3 separate regions of the Sus scrofa genome follow, and all the other regions are linked to region 3. A link is a contact called in public Hi-C and promoter capture Hi-C data. All regions are on one chromosome and are shown on one strand. Each heading gives the region's core, a stretch centred on a gene start, on an enhancer-like site or on the middle of the called end of the contact. The rest is flanking DNA. Distances are from core to core; before and after follow the strand shown. Region 1 holds the start of DCUN1D2 (DCN1-like protein 2). Region 2 holds the start of CUL4A (cullin-4A). Region 3 holds the start of GRTP1 (growth hormone-regulated TBC protein 1).

Region 1 (4,202 bases), core at 990-3,489, 71 kb after region 3:
CGCGTGTCCCGAGCAGCACCGACGTGCACTCTGAAATGCTCATCTCTGCAGTGCGTGGGTCTCACCTCGGAAGAGGTCAGCATGGCACCCCGGGAACCTCCAGGACAAATCCCAGAGGAACACGGGGCCAGGTGACTGAGTCATCCAAGTCGCCAAGGACCATATCTAAATTGAAAATAAGTGGCGTTCAGCGGAAATGAATCTGACCAGTATCCATGAGGATGCGGGCTCCGTCCCTGGCCCTGCTCAGTGGGTTAAAGATCCAGGGCTGCTATGAGCTGTGGTGTCAGTCACAGACGTGGCTCAGGTCTGGCATTGCTGTGGCTGTGGCGTAGGCTGGCAGCTGCAGCTCTGATTTGACCCCTAGCCTGAGAACTTCCACATGCCACAGGTGTGGCCCTAAAAAGACCAAAAAAATAAATACAAATAAATAAATAAATAGAAAATAAGTTACCCTTAAAACGACCTTCCAGAGACACCAGGTGCAACCAAGTCTCCTCCCAGGGCCAACGTGCAAGAGGCTGCCAGGCAGCCACACTTGGTTAACGGCAGCCACTTGGCCACCTTGACGGCCTCGGGTACAGCAGGCGGCGGGTGCATGGAGTTAGACCCAGGTGTCCCCTTTCACTCTCTCGGCTTTCTGGCCTCTCCAGCGAGTCAGGCTCCTGCCCACCCAGCCCCTTCCCCTTAACTGCTGGCGAGTGCTGTCTGCGGGCGACGGAGGGCTGCCCGCCCCCCGTTCTGGGGACCACCTCCTCCGGTCCTCCTGGCTCCCTGACCAGCTCTTCTCCAGCCCCTTCCTGGCTCTCTTCCCACCCGGAAGCGCTGTCCTCACACCGCCACTCCGCTCCCGACAGTCCTCCTGGAGCATCTGCCTCCTGCTTGAAACCCTCTCCTGGCCTCCACTCCCATTTGGACAAAGACTGCCCTTCCTTCCCGGCCCTCGAAGGGCGCCACCCTTGAGGCGCAGCCAAAGGGCTGGTTCCAGTTCCCTCCACAGTCTCCTGCTCGGTCCCTTTTCCCTGGTTCTCCGGGCTCAGCCAGGCCATCCTGATGCCTGGATGCAGCACCTAGCCTGCCTTTCCACCAGGCTGCCCTCCCACCCAAACATTCTAGAGAGTTCAACTCCCACCGTGTTTCTGCGGCTAAGCCTTCACACCTGGGCATCGGACATGACGTTGTGTCCTCTGCACTACAGGAGTCCCTGAAACCAGTGTCCCTCCCTGGCACTTACCAACTGCAAAAAAGTGGTTGTGTGTTCCGTGCCTGTCCTTCCTGCCAGGTCACCAGCTCCATCAACGCCAAGCACACGTCTGTCTTGCTCAGCACGGAGCTCAGCATCTTATACACAGCAAGCACCGGGTTCACTGAAGGGTCGCCCAAACCCATCCACGGCCTCGTTTTCACGACACTTCGAAGTCGCTGTACATTTCCTAACACTTCTCTGTGAACCCCAGATCCATCGCTGACTCCTGTATCTCCCCTGCTCCCGCATCTTCTTCCTGCACAACCGGCCGGCCTTGGACAGGTTCTGCTTTGGTCACGCACGTCGGCATCTGCTCGCACCTCCAAGCCCGGACGACACGCCTTTCTTTGCTCCTCCTCCCTTTCTGACCAGCTCTGTGCAAGGCCTCGCCCTTCTTGCCTCTCATCCCTCTTATTCCTACAGATGGTCTCCGTCCAAGTCCTCACCTCCTGCGGCCCAGGCTATTCCCACAGCCTCCCGGCTGGTCTCCCTTACATGGGATCCTGACCCACTCAGACCCACCTGTCCTCCCGACAAAAGGTGATCGCTTCGCACGCACTGCTCCCTCTCAAAAGCCTTCCACAGCGCCCGTTCTCGACCCTGACGTCCACGTTCCGGCCACTCTGGACTACTGGCCAGGCTCAAAGGCGCAGTCCTGCCGCCTGACCTCGGCGGGATGCTGGTGTGCCCCCAACGTCCCTCCCTCCTCGGTCACCTGGCTGCTCACGCTTCCGAAGACGCACTGACCAGAGCCCCCGGCCCGCTCAGTGCCTCCACCTCCTCAGTCAGCAACGCTGCCCCTGGGTCACCGGCCAGGTCCCACCTGCGTGCCTCCCGCCACCGGCGTCCCCACCGCGCCCGAGGCCTTCGCGCCGACCCGGACCCCGACTCTCCCGCAGCCTCCCGGTCAGGTCTCTCCAGAGCCCCTGGCTCCCGCCTCCCAGCCCCCGACCTTCCCCAGCCTAGGTCCCGCTCCCACCCCCGACCTTGGCCAACCCCACCAGCCCTCCCCGACCCCCGGGTGCCCAGGAGGAGCCACGCGGAAGGCGATGGCACGTGCCGCCTACCATTCTCCCCTGGGCGCCCCAGCTTCTCGCTGGCCCCGGCCAACTGCGCAGGCGCCCTGGTCCGGCCGCGCCGTCCCTGTCCTCGGCTCTCGAAACACCTGCCTCGGGAGGCAGCTGCAGGTCAGGCCCGGGGGACTCCAACTCCCGGCGTGCCCTGCTCCGCCCGGGGGCCGACGGGAGCCGGGCACCGCCCCGCCTCCAACTCCCGGCGTGCACCGCGCCTCCCCGGGGCCGCGGAACCCCGCCCCGCCTTCTTGGCGGCGCCGCCTGTTCCTCTAGGCCGCGTCGGCGCAGACGGCTCTCCCAGTGCGCCGGCGGCCGGGCCCTCTGCGCGCCTCACCCAGTCCCCGTCCCCGCCCCGGGGGCGGCCCCACCGCCTGGGAAGGGATGCGGAGAAGGTGCGTCCCTGCCCTCCCCTCGGCTCCCCGCGCCGGAGTGCCGGGCCCAGGACTCACCGCCGCCGGGACGTCACGGTGAGCGCTGCGCGGCGTTCGGCGCGGGGTCCGGGTCCCGCCTGAGGTGCGGTCTCGGGGCTCCCCTCCCAGGGTCGCCTCTTCCGGGGGGGTCTCTCGAGCCGGCCTTTCTCTTTCCCTCCCCGGGGGTCTCCCCTCCCCTCCTCGGGGGTTTCTCCTTACTGAGGGCGTGTTCTCCTCCTCTGCAGGGTCTCTCCTCTCTCGTGGGGTCCCCTCTCCCTGGGCCTTGGTCTCCCCTCTCCCGGGGTCTTCCCGCCCGAGCCTGCTGCTCCCGCCCGCGGGCGTGCGGCAGTGCTGCACCGGAGCGCCCTTTTCCAGACCCGCGCAGCTGGCGGCGGCCCCAGGGTTGCGGCGGGAGCGGGGGCGGGGGGCTCGGAGGGGCTGGGGGGAGCGCCTCGCCGTTCTTGAGTCACCGATGACGCTGCGGACACTGCCGGCCACACCGTTGGACCGTATACACCCTCCAGGCGCCTGCCGCTCGAGTCCCGTGTGCGGAGGAGCCGCTGCTCCAGGATCCCCTCTGGGTCCGGGCCTCCTCGCTGCCCCCAGGTTCCTTTCACATCTCACCTGTGAGCCCCGAGTGAGGCCGTGGGTCACCGTCCACGTGCGGTCAGATCGTGCGCTCGTCCAGGTGAAGGCGGCTGCAGTGAGGCCCTCCCCCAGAGCCCTGAGCTCTCTTTCATTCAGGGTCAGCGGGGGACCGAGCCCAGGAGACGGCCTCTCCCAGGGCTCCGAGCCGGAGGCTGGATGGCAGGGGTTTTAGAGAAGGGGTGCCTGCGGCCCTGCACACCTGGCGCAGAGCGTGGCTGCTAGTCACAGGCAGTGTCGCAGTTCTGATGTTAGCGCTCCCCGGAGTGCGGCAAGATGCCGCAATCTGGGCTCGTAAGCGTTTTTCCTAAAGAACAACCTCTGGTCTGTTCTGTCTGTTTTCCCAAAGCACAGAGGCCTCGACCTGCTCCCTCGGTCTGAGTTCCTCTCAGGGGCACTGGCGGCACCGGCCACAGTGCTCCATGCCTGATCCTCCAGCAACTGCCCGACAAGCAAGGCTCCTCGGTTTACAGCCTTTTCCTATTTGTTTTTCTTATCGTTTTTTGGGTCACAGGATCATACTGGTTCCAAATTTCTCTTTTAATAATCAGTGTTAAAAAGATAGTGTCCTAGTGATTGGATTACTCAATGGAATGTTTGGTTTTTGTGGGGTTTTCTTGTTGGTTTTTTTTTTTTTGTTGTTGCTGTTGTTTAGGGCTGCACCTGCGGCATATGGAAGTTCCCAGGTTAGGGGTTGAATCAGAACTGCAGCCGCCAGCCTACACCACAGCCACAGTAACGCAGGATCCGAGACTCATCTGCGACCTACACCACAGCTCACGGCGACACCGGATCCTTAACTCACTGAGCGAGGCCAGGGATCGAACC
Region 2 (3,926 bases), core at 1,130-3,629, 80 kb before region 3:
TCCTTAGCGCACAATCACTACATCTTAAGATGTGATCTGAAGGCAAAAAGTGAAAAAGTGGAACAAGCCAGTGTTTATTACTTGCTTTTTAATGAAAGTGGATTATTCTAATTTTATTCAGCCATGCTAACAAACATTTGAAAATCCACTTATGCAGCTTATGAAGAAGAAGAAAAAAAAAAGCTTGAAAACCACATATATCCAAAATGCAGAGAGCTTTCATTCAACCTTCACATAAAATAAAAAGGGAAAGATAGTGACAAAATAAAACGTCACGGTCACACAGCAGGGTACTGAGTGTCGTGAGAATCACGTACACCTACTTAGAGCAATGTGGAAAAGTGTCCACAATATGCTTTTTGTCGATTTTGCAAAGTTAGTTGTGTGGCATGTTAGCACAGGAACAAATGCAGGGCCCCATGCCACACCAGCTGACCCCTGGCCAGTATGGTGAGAGCTGGGCAGGGGGGTGGGGGAGCGAGGAGACTTTGACTTTATATATTTCTATACTGGAGGCCTGGGTAATGGCAGATGATTTATAACTAGCAAACCAAATGACATTTTAAAATAATATTTATCTGGAGTTCTTGTTGTAGCTCAGTGGGTTAAGAACCCAAGAGTGTCCCTGAGGATGCAGGTTCCATCTCTGGCCTCTCAGTGGGTTCAGGATCCAGAGATAATGTGGCTGTGGCTGTGGCTGTGGTGTAGGCCAGCAGCCGCAGCTCTGATTTAATCCCTGGCCTGGCAACTTCCATATGCCACAAGTGCGGCCCTAAAAGAAAAAAAAATTGTCAAAAAATGACAAATTTTTGTACATCTCAAATGTCTGCGTTCTTGTTTGACTTTATTTATTTTGTCTTTCTGCCTTTTCTAGGTCCGCTCCCGCAGCACATGGAGGTTCCCAGCCTAGGGGTCTAATCAGAGCTACAGCTGCTGGCTTACACCACAGCCACAGCAACATGGGACCCGAGCTGCATCTGCGACCTACACCACAGCTCACGGCAATGCTGGATCCTTAACCCAATGAGCAAGGCCAGGGATGGAACCCGCAACCTCATGGTTCCTACTCGGATTCATTAACCACTGTGCCATGACGGGAACTCTGTTCTTGTTTGACTTTAAATAAAAACTGATAGTGAAAAATGTTAACTCTGCAAAGCTAAGGCCAAAGTAGACCTGTTCTTAAAGAAAAGGTCTTAGGTCTCAATCAAATGATTGGAAATGAACATATCCTTTAAGTTAAGATAAAAGCATGGATCTGTTTTTTTTTTCCCCCATGATTCCTATCTTAACCAACTTTCTCAATTAACTGAACAACTAATGGTTCCAATCATGTTACACTATATTCAACTGCCAAAGAGATAGCTTGGCTTGGTTGTCAACAGATGCCTCCAACTCAACACGGCCAAAACTACACTTATTTTTCCTTCCCAATCAGTTCTGCTCACGTGTTGCCCAGCTGGAAACCTGGGAATCATTCTTAATTCCTTCCTGTTTGTTCTCCAACCACACAGCCTTATTCACCAAGTCTCCGCAATGTCTCCATATATTCTAAAAACCCACTCTCCCCCTTTCCCTGTCCTGATTACCACGGTTCTAGTTCTGCGAAATAGCATGGCTCAGGGGAAAGACTACAAGCTTCGAATCCACAAAAACATATTTGCGCTCTCCCGTTGCATTTGGAGCCTGTTTAGACAAAACTCCTCAGAGACACAAATCCCAAAGGACATAGGTACGCCGAGCGCCAACACAGAACCCCCTTGCAGTCGAACCACTTGCTTTCCCCGGCTCCTACATCCACCACTGCCTGTCCCCCGTCCCCACACGCCCCTGAATTGAGGGCACGGCCGCCGGGGCTCCCGAGCCCCCAGGGTACACGGTGAGGGCGCCTGCTTCCCGTCTGGCGGCCAAAGGCTCCGGCGCAGCCGGCGAACGGACCCGCCCGGGCCCCAGCCCGCTCCGGGCCGCAGCTCAGGGAAGCGGGAGGTCAACCGGCAGGGGGCCCGATGGTCGGCGAACGTTACCTGCTGCAGGTACTGGTTGAGGGTGATGTGCGCCATGGCCGCGCCTGCAGTGCGGCGGAGCTGCGCGCCCGTCGCCGCCTGCTTGCGTCACTTCCGGGCCGCGGTCCGTCCCGGCCCCGCGCCCCCCGCCCTCCGCGCACCTTGGTTCCGGAGGCAGCCTGTGCGCGGGAACGCGAGCCCCGGGCCGGCATGGCGGCGCGCCCGGGCTGAGGCGGGCTGGGGGCTGCGCTGCGACTCCCCGAACCGCTCGCGAGGCCGCCTCGTCCGCGCCCCAGGTGCCCAGGCCCGCCGGCCGCTCGCCTGCTGCGAGGTTCCACACGGACCGCGGCGGAAGCGGACTGCGGCGCCCGCGAGCTCGGGGCCGGGTCGGGCCGGGTCAGGTCGGGTCGGGGTCCGGCGCGCTCCCGAGGCCTGAGGCGCGCGGTCGGCGTCGGGATCCGGCGGTTGGACCGGGCCGGGCCGGACCGGGGAGCGCAGCCGGGGGAGCGGACAGGCGGGCGCGGGCGGAGGCCCGGGCGGGGCGCTGCGGCCGCGGCCATGGCCGACGAGACCCCCAGGAAGGGCAGCTTCTCGGCGCTCGTCGGGCACACCAACGGCCTCACCAAGCCCGCGTCCCTCGCCGCCGCCGCCGTCACCTCCAAGCCCGGGGGCAGCGGCGGCTCCAAGAAGCTCGTGATCAAGAATTTCCGAGGTGGGTGCGGGGCCGCGGCGGGGCGGGCGGGGGTCGCTTTCCCTCCGCGGCTGTGTCGTCGGGACGGAGGGTTCGGCTGGAGTTAAGTTCGGCCAAGCAGCGCAGGTGTCGTGGTTGGCGAGGCCGAGCCAGAACGAGTGGCAGCCCCTGAAGCGCTGGGTGATGTCGCTTAATTTAATTACTTTCTCCGCTGTCACTGTCGTTATCTGGGAGCAAGCGTCTTCGTCCCACACAGACCTCCCTCCCGACGTTGAGTAATTTAACTCAACTTTAAATCTGGTCGGGGCTTAACTATTCCATGTTTGTTTATTTGTAACGTCTCCTTACTTAGAAGACTACATGTGTGTGTCCTAAGTATCAACACTGCAAGTATTTACCCAGCAAAAGAGAGACATTGTGGTCACATAGTCTCTAAGCCAAGGAAGGTGTAAACACAGTGCTTCCTTTGGGGAAGAGCTACTGCCCGTATTCGTCACCTAGGTGTCTTTGAGTCCTTTTTTGTAGAGTTTTTTTTTAAGGTGTGTGACTCTTGGCATGATGCCCTTCCCCACTCACTGTCTCTGGATTTACAGACAGACCGAAGTTGCCTGATAACTACACTCAGGACACCTGGCACAAGCTTCACGAGGCGGTGAAAGCCATACAGAGTAGTACCTCCATCAGATACAACCTGGAAGAGCTCTACCAGGTAAGACTCCACCTTTGCAAACAGCGGGGCTCCTTAGGATTCTCACCTAATTTCTTCAGGGAGAACGTCCAGGCCTGGGGGCCAGCATCTTGTTTTTCACTTACCGTTTTTTGCAGCTGTCCAAACCACACGGTTGTGCACTTCCACGAAATGTGACACGGGTGCGGATTCCGTGGGCCTCAGTATTGTCTCAGCGAAGGAAATACTAGAAATCCAAGTACAGGCCTCCGGCAGAAACAGTGGGAGTTCTGCGAGAGGACGTCCCCAGGGTCAAGGAGGATTTTCGGGTTTTGGCGCTTGTGGGATTTTTATTTTCTTTTCAGGCTTCAACTGTCTAGAAAGGCATTTAAAGTTAATTCATCACAGGAAAGCCATATGTTTCTGTGAGCCATGCGACTCTGTTTTCCAAATATGCAGCAAATGTTATTAAAATTCCAAGTTACGTTATATATAAAATTCTCATGACAGTTTCACTTGTAGATTTTCCCTGTCTTCATTGTACTTTGTGATTAATTATTGCGGT
Region 3 (3,923 bases), core at 1,168-3,667:
TTGTTCCTAAACCTGTCATGCCAACCATACTCGTTGCCATAACTACACAGCCGAACAAATGTTACATAAGCAAAAAAATGAAAGCACAAAAGCAGTGATGACGACGTCCATAAAACCCAGTTAAATTTTCAGAAAGAGCAGACAGAGACAGGCGCTCCAGAAAAGCAACAGCAAAACCTCTCCAAAGGAGCCCGACAAGAGGGAAGATGGGGGACCCGCCCCGCGTTGCCGCGGCTGCGGGGCGGGTCCAGTCCCGGGCCTGGGAACCTCCGCACGCAAAAAACAATGAAGATTGGGAAGGGTTCCGGATCCGGACTGCTGTTATTCTCGGCCCACCTGGGGGGACCCCGACGCTGGACAGCAGACACAAGGCCTGAGGTAAACTGGTGGGCCCACCAACGACAGGACAGACTCACGACAAAACCAAAGGGGAAGGAGCAGGCCCCGTGTTTTCCGCAAAAACAAAAGTGCGCGGGCCCGTGACTCCCTGCATGCACGCCCTGACCTCTGGGTCCACGTGGACACGGGGCTTCTCCTGCATTAACGCAACTGCACCCAAGGGCACCCCGTTCTTGGGAGGGGACATGGGACAGGCACTGGGGGTCGGCTCATGGGACCGGGGCCTGCGCAGGAGGGAAACGCAACGACATGCCACGTCTTTGCGCAACTAAGATGTTTCATCATGTGCAAAAATTGTGTTTGTTTTTACACACCAGTAGGAAACGTTTAAAATCAGATCACACAGGGCAATACGAAGGCAGAGGCGCCGCAGGGAACAGGTTAACATGAAGGAGCAGCGCTGGGGACGCCACCTTCACCAGGACCTCGGCTTTGGGCTCTGGACGCCAGGACGTCCCACCTCTGAGGTCCCCGCAGGCTGACTTAGGAAGCGTTCCCTTACGGGTGTTTTACTAAGCTCTCCTGGCAGTCACAGCCCTGGCAGAGGGAGAGGCCGGGGCGAACCTGCCCACACCAGTCCCTCCGGTATTTCCCAGACACGGCCTGCGGCTGAGGCCGGCCCTCTGGGATCTATCCACCAACCTCTTTAAAAGCAAAAACTGACCTGTCGCCCCCTTGCTTAAAAACTGACTGCTCTCTGCCTGGTCGCGGGCCGGCCGTCTGCCCACCTGTGCCCGGGCAGGGCCTCAGCTCCGCGCCAGACCTCCTCCCAACACTCTCCTGCTCCCTCACACAGCTCAGTCCCTCGTGGGTCGTCATGTGCGGAAGCCCCCTCCGCCCTCTGCCCCTCTGCTTGAGCCCCCTGACCTCCTGGGCACACGTCTGCCCTCACCACCTGCCGGGCAGGTGCCCCTAGTCTGGCCTCTGTCTAGGCAGCATGGGCAACAGTGCGGGCAACCCCTTCGTGCGTTCATTCATTCAACAAACACTGCAGCGATCGCTCCCAATCCCGCAGGCAGGCAGGAACCAAGGATAAAATAAGTAAGCGAAAGGCTGCATAGACAGGAGCAGGAGACAGGCAAGAAGGCAGAAGTGCGGGCCTGTGAGGTGTGACGAGAGGGCCCGAGGGCTTCAGGAGGCATGAGGCCGGGAGCCGGCACCGTGGGCGGAGGAAGAGGTGCGGGTCCACTAAGGACCCGCCTCTCACTCGGAGCGGGCGGGGCGCTCAGTCCAGAGGTGTGCAAGCGCAGAGCCGCGGCCACGCTCATCCTGAGGAGCGGGAAATCAGGTTTCTTCTGGAAAGAAGGCCATGGTCGCCATCCATCTCGAAGGGAAGATAGGAAGCCCTCGCTTCCTGCACAGGCGCATCGGCCTCAGCTGTGAGCCCGCAACTCCTGCGTCAAAGGGCTTCCCGGCCGCCTCCCCCAGGAACCCCGACCCCCGGGGGCACCCTCGGCTGTGACTTGAGCTCCGGGGAGTGGGGGGGCGCTCAGGCTCCGAACTCACCCGTCATACTCTTCTGGACACCACCGCCTCCCTTGAGAAGTTTGGACCATTTTATGGCTCTTCTGGTGAGTATCACCAGGTAGGCGGAGAAAAACTCTTCATAAGCTGCATAATCAAAGTCTTCAGGCCTTCAAACCCGTACGGATCAACCCTACGGCACAAGGAGGCCCGGAGTAAAGCTCCGCGCGCACTTGGGACGGGGACCTGCCGTGCGGAGCTGCGGGCCCGCGTCGGGGGCGCAGGAGGGGGCGACGGGCCGAGCGCGGGCGCGCACGCAGCCCAGGGGCGCGCAGGCGCGGGCACCACCGCACCGGATCCGCACCCGCGCCCGCGCGCCTACCTGGGGACGCGGTCCCGCGCCGCCTGCGCGCGCCCCGCGGTCTCCATGCGGGGAGGGCGGCAGGGGCGCCGGGGCGCGGGCCCGCGGTGCCAAGTCCACCTCCCGGGACTCCCGGGACTCCCGGCGGCTCGCGTCCTTCCGCCGGGCCGCGGGCGCCGGGAGGCGGGACTGGGGCGAGGGGAGGGGAGGGGAATGGGGAGGGAGGGGTGGGAATGGGAGAGGAGGGGAGGGCGGGGCGGGGCGGGGCTGGCGAGGGAGCGGAGGGGCGGGGGGGGAGGGGGAGAGCGGAGGCTGCACCTGCTCCTGCCGCCCCTGCGCAGGGCGGCGACCGGGACTGTTGGAGCCGGGAGCCTGGGAGGGGCCGCAGCCCTGCAGGCCGCCCGGTCCGCAGGCAGGAGGGAGGAGGCCGGTGGGATGGGGGATGGGGGGCCCGGGGGCGGGAATGGAGCTCAGCCTGGCAAAGCTGGCTGAGCAGGTGCGGCGGGGACCACCCCTGCGCCCCACCCAAGGGCCTCCCGGGGCCTCCGGGCCTGGAGCAAAGGTTGGCGATGAATTTGCTGTGGATTCTTGCGACAGCCTTTTGAACCTCAGAACCGCGCAGGTCCAAAGGCCAGAGTTCTGACCCGTGACCGCTGTTTTAATATTCATTGGGCAGAAAAAGATTTTTTCCCTTGCTCTCTCTCCTTCAGCCTTCTCTTCATTCCTAATCCCCGCAGCCCCTCCCCGGGGACATCTGACTCTGGCGGGAGGGGTCCGGTCCCCCACCCCCCCACCCCGTGCCTTCTTCCAGCCTCCAACCAGGGGCCAGGCCTTGGAGCCGGGGCTGCCAAAGTGCTGCTGGATGTGGCGGCCCCAGCCCGCAGGTAGACCGTGGCGCGCCCTGCAGGGCTGCCAGCTGGAGTGACTTGGGGTTAACACCCCAGACGTCTGCTGCTCCCCAAAGAAGGCAGAAGCGGGGGCTTCCTCCTCCGCCACCTCTTCCCACTTTTGTTCGGGAGCACGAGGCGACTCTGGCTGCCTCCGAAGGAACAGAAATGCCTTTTGCTCTGAGGGCGTGTCCACCGTCTCCTTGGGTACTGCAGGGCGGCCTGGCTTTGAACGGTGGCTTCTCCTGGTCGGTCATCATCACCCTGTCTGGACATTTCGATATCGTGGCATGAAGACCACACACCAACTGCTTGCCATATTTAGGAGGCCGTGGAGAAATTGCCCAAACTGCCTGAGAAGTTAAGGTTCTTGAAGATAGGAGGTGCTTTTGTGGCCTCAGCCTTCCACCTCCCAAGGGTCCTTTCTAGAAAACGGATTCAGGACAGTCAGCAAACCAGGCAAAGCGGAAGGACACCGTCCCTGTGCAGGAAGCCCAGCCCCCAGGGCCAGGCCCTTTGGGGAAGATGCCTTTCTCGAACTCCAGACGTGCTCTCTTGCAACACACACCTATGGCAGGTGTGGTGGAGACGGTTCTGCCAGTGTCCGCCGCAAGGCCACCTGGGCTGTCGTGAACAGCCTGCTCCTGACATGGGTTTTTCAGGAACGTTCCATCTCAGGACTGAGCAAGGAGCCTGGAGGTCGTTTGGGCACGTCCGGCCCTGTGTCTGTCCGTTTCCGCGGGAGACTCTACGGAATTGGTGGTCTGCTGAGCACGACCCCAGATGCCCCCTGTTGCTCTGGGAAAACCTCC

What was found. Promoter capture Hi-C pulls out the DNA fragments that hold promoters and counts their contacts. Hi-C and Micro-C count contacts between places; a contact is called where the count stands out from the background.
Region 1: a promoter capture Hi-C map of fetal skeletal muscle shows a contact between it and region 3, with 4 times the contacts expected there. The contact joins the promoter of DCUN1D2 here to the promoter of GRTP1 in region 3. A contact is called at or near these places in 1 of 5 promoter capture datasets (fetal skeletal muscle), 3 of 47 Hi-C or Micro-C datasets (embryonic fibroblasts, psoas muscle and skeletal muscle) and 1 of 2 datasets of contacts at active chromatin or transcription factors (skeletal muscle).
Region 2: a Hi-C map of liver shows a contact between it and region 3, with 5 times the contacts expected there. The contact joins the promoter of CUL4A here to the promoter of GRTP1 in region 3. A contact is called at or near these places in 2 of 5 promoter capture datasets (fetal skeletal muscle and liver), 4 of 47 Hi-C or Micro-C datasets (all in liver) and 2 of 2 datasets of contacts at active chromatin or transcription factors (alveolar macrophages and skeletal muscle).

What each region holds. Positions count from the first base shown.
Region 1 is chr11:78,706,487-78,710,688 of Sscrofa11.1, forward strand. DCUN1D2 (DCN1-like protein 2) reads right to left here and starts at 2,240. Exons shown (of 8, transcript XM_021065981.1): 1 at 1,235-2,240. It overlaps TMCO3 (transmembrane and coiled-coil domains 3), which reads left to right and starts at 2,619. Exons shown (of 14, transcript NM_001267851.1): 1 at 2,619-2,786.
Region 2 is chr11:78,554,651-78,558,576 of Sscrofa11.1, forward strand. It overlaps CUL4A (cullin-4A), which reads left to right and starts at 2,380. Exons shown (of 20, transcript XM_003131101.4): 1 at 2,380-2,715; 2 at 3,288-3,403. The coding sequence starts at 2,562. PCID2 (PCI domain-containing protein 2) reads right to left here and starts at 2,134. Exons shown (of 15, transcript XM_021065973.1): 1 at 2,025-2,134. The coding sequence starts at 2,060.
Region 3 is chr11:78,635,085-78,639,007 of Sscrofa11.1, forward strand. GRTP1 (growth hormone-regulated TBC protein 1) reads right to left here and starts at 2,418. Exons shown (of 9, transcript XM_021065974.1): 1 at 2,246-2,418; 2 at 2,040-2,056; 3 at 1,906-2,037. The coding sequence starts at 2,292.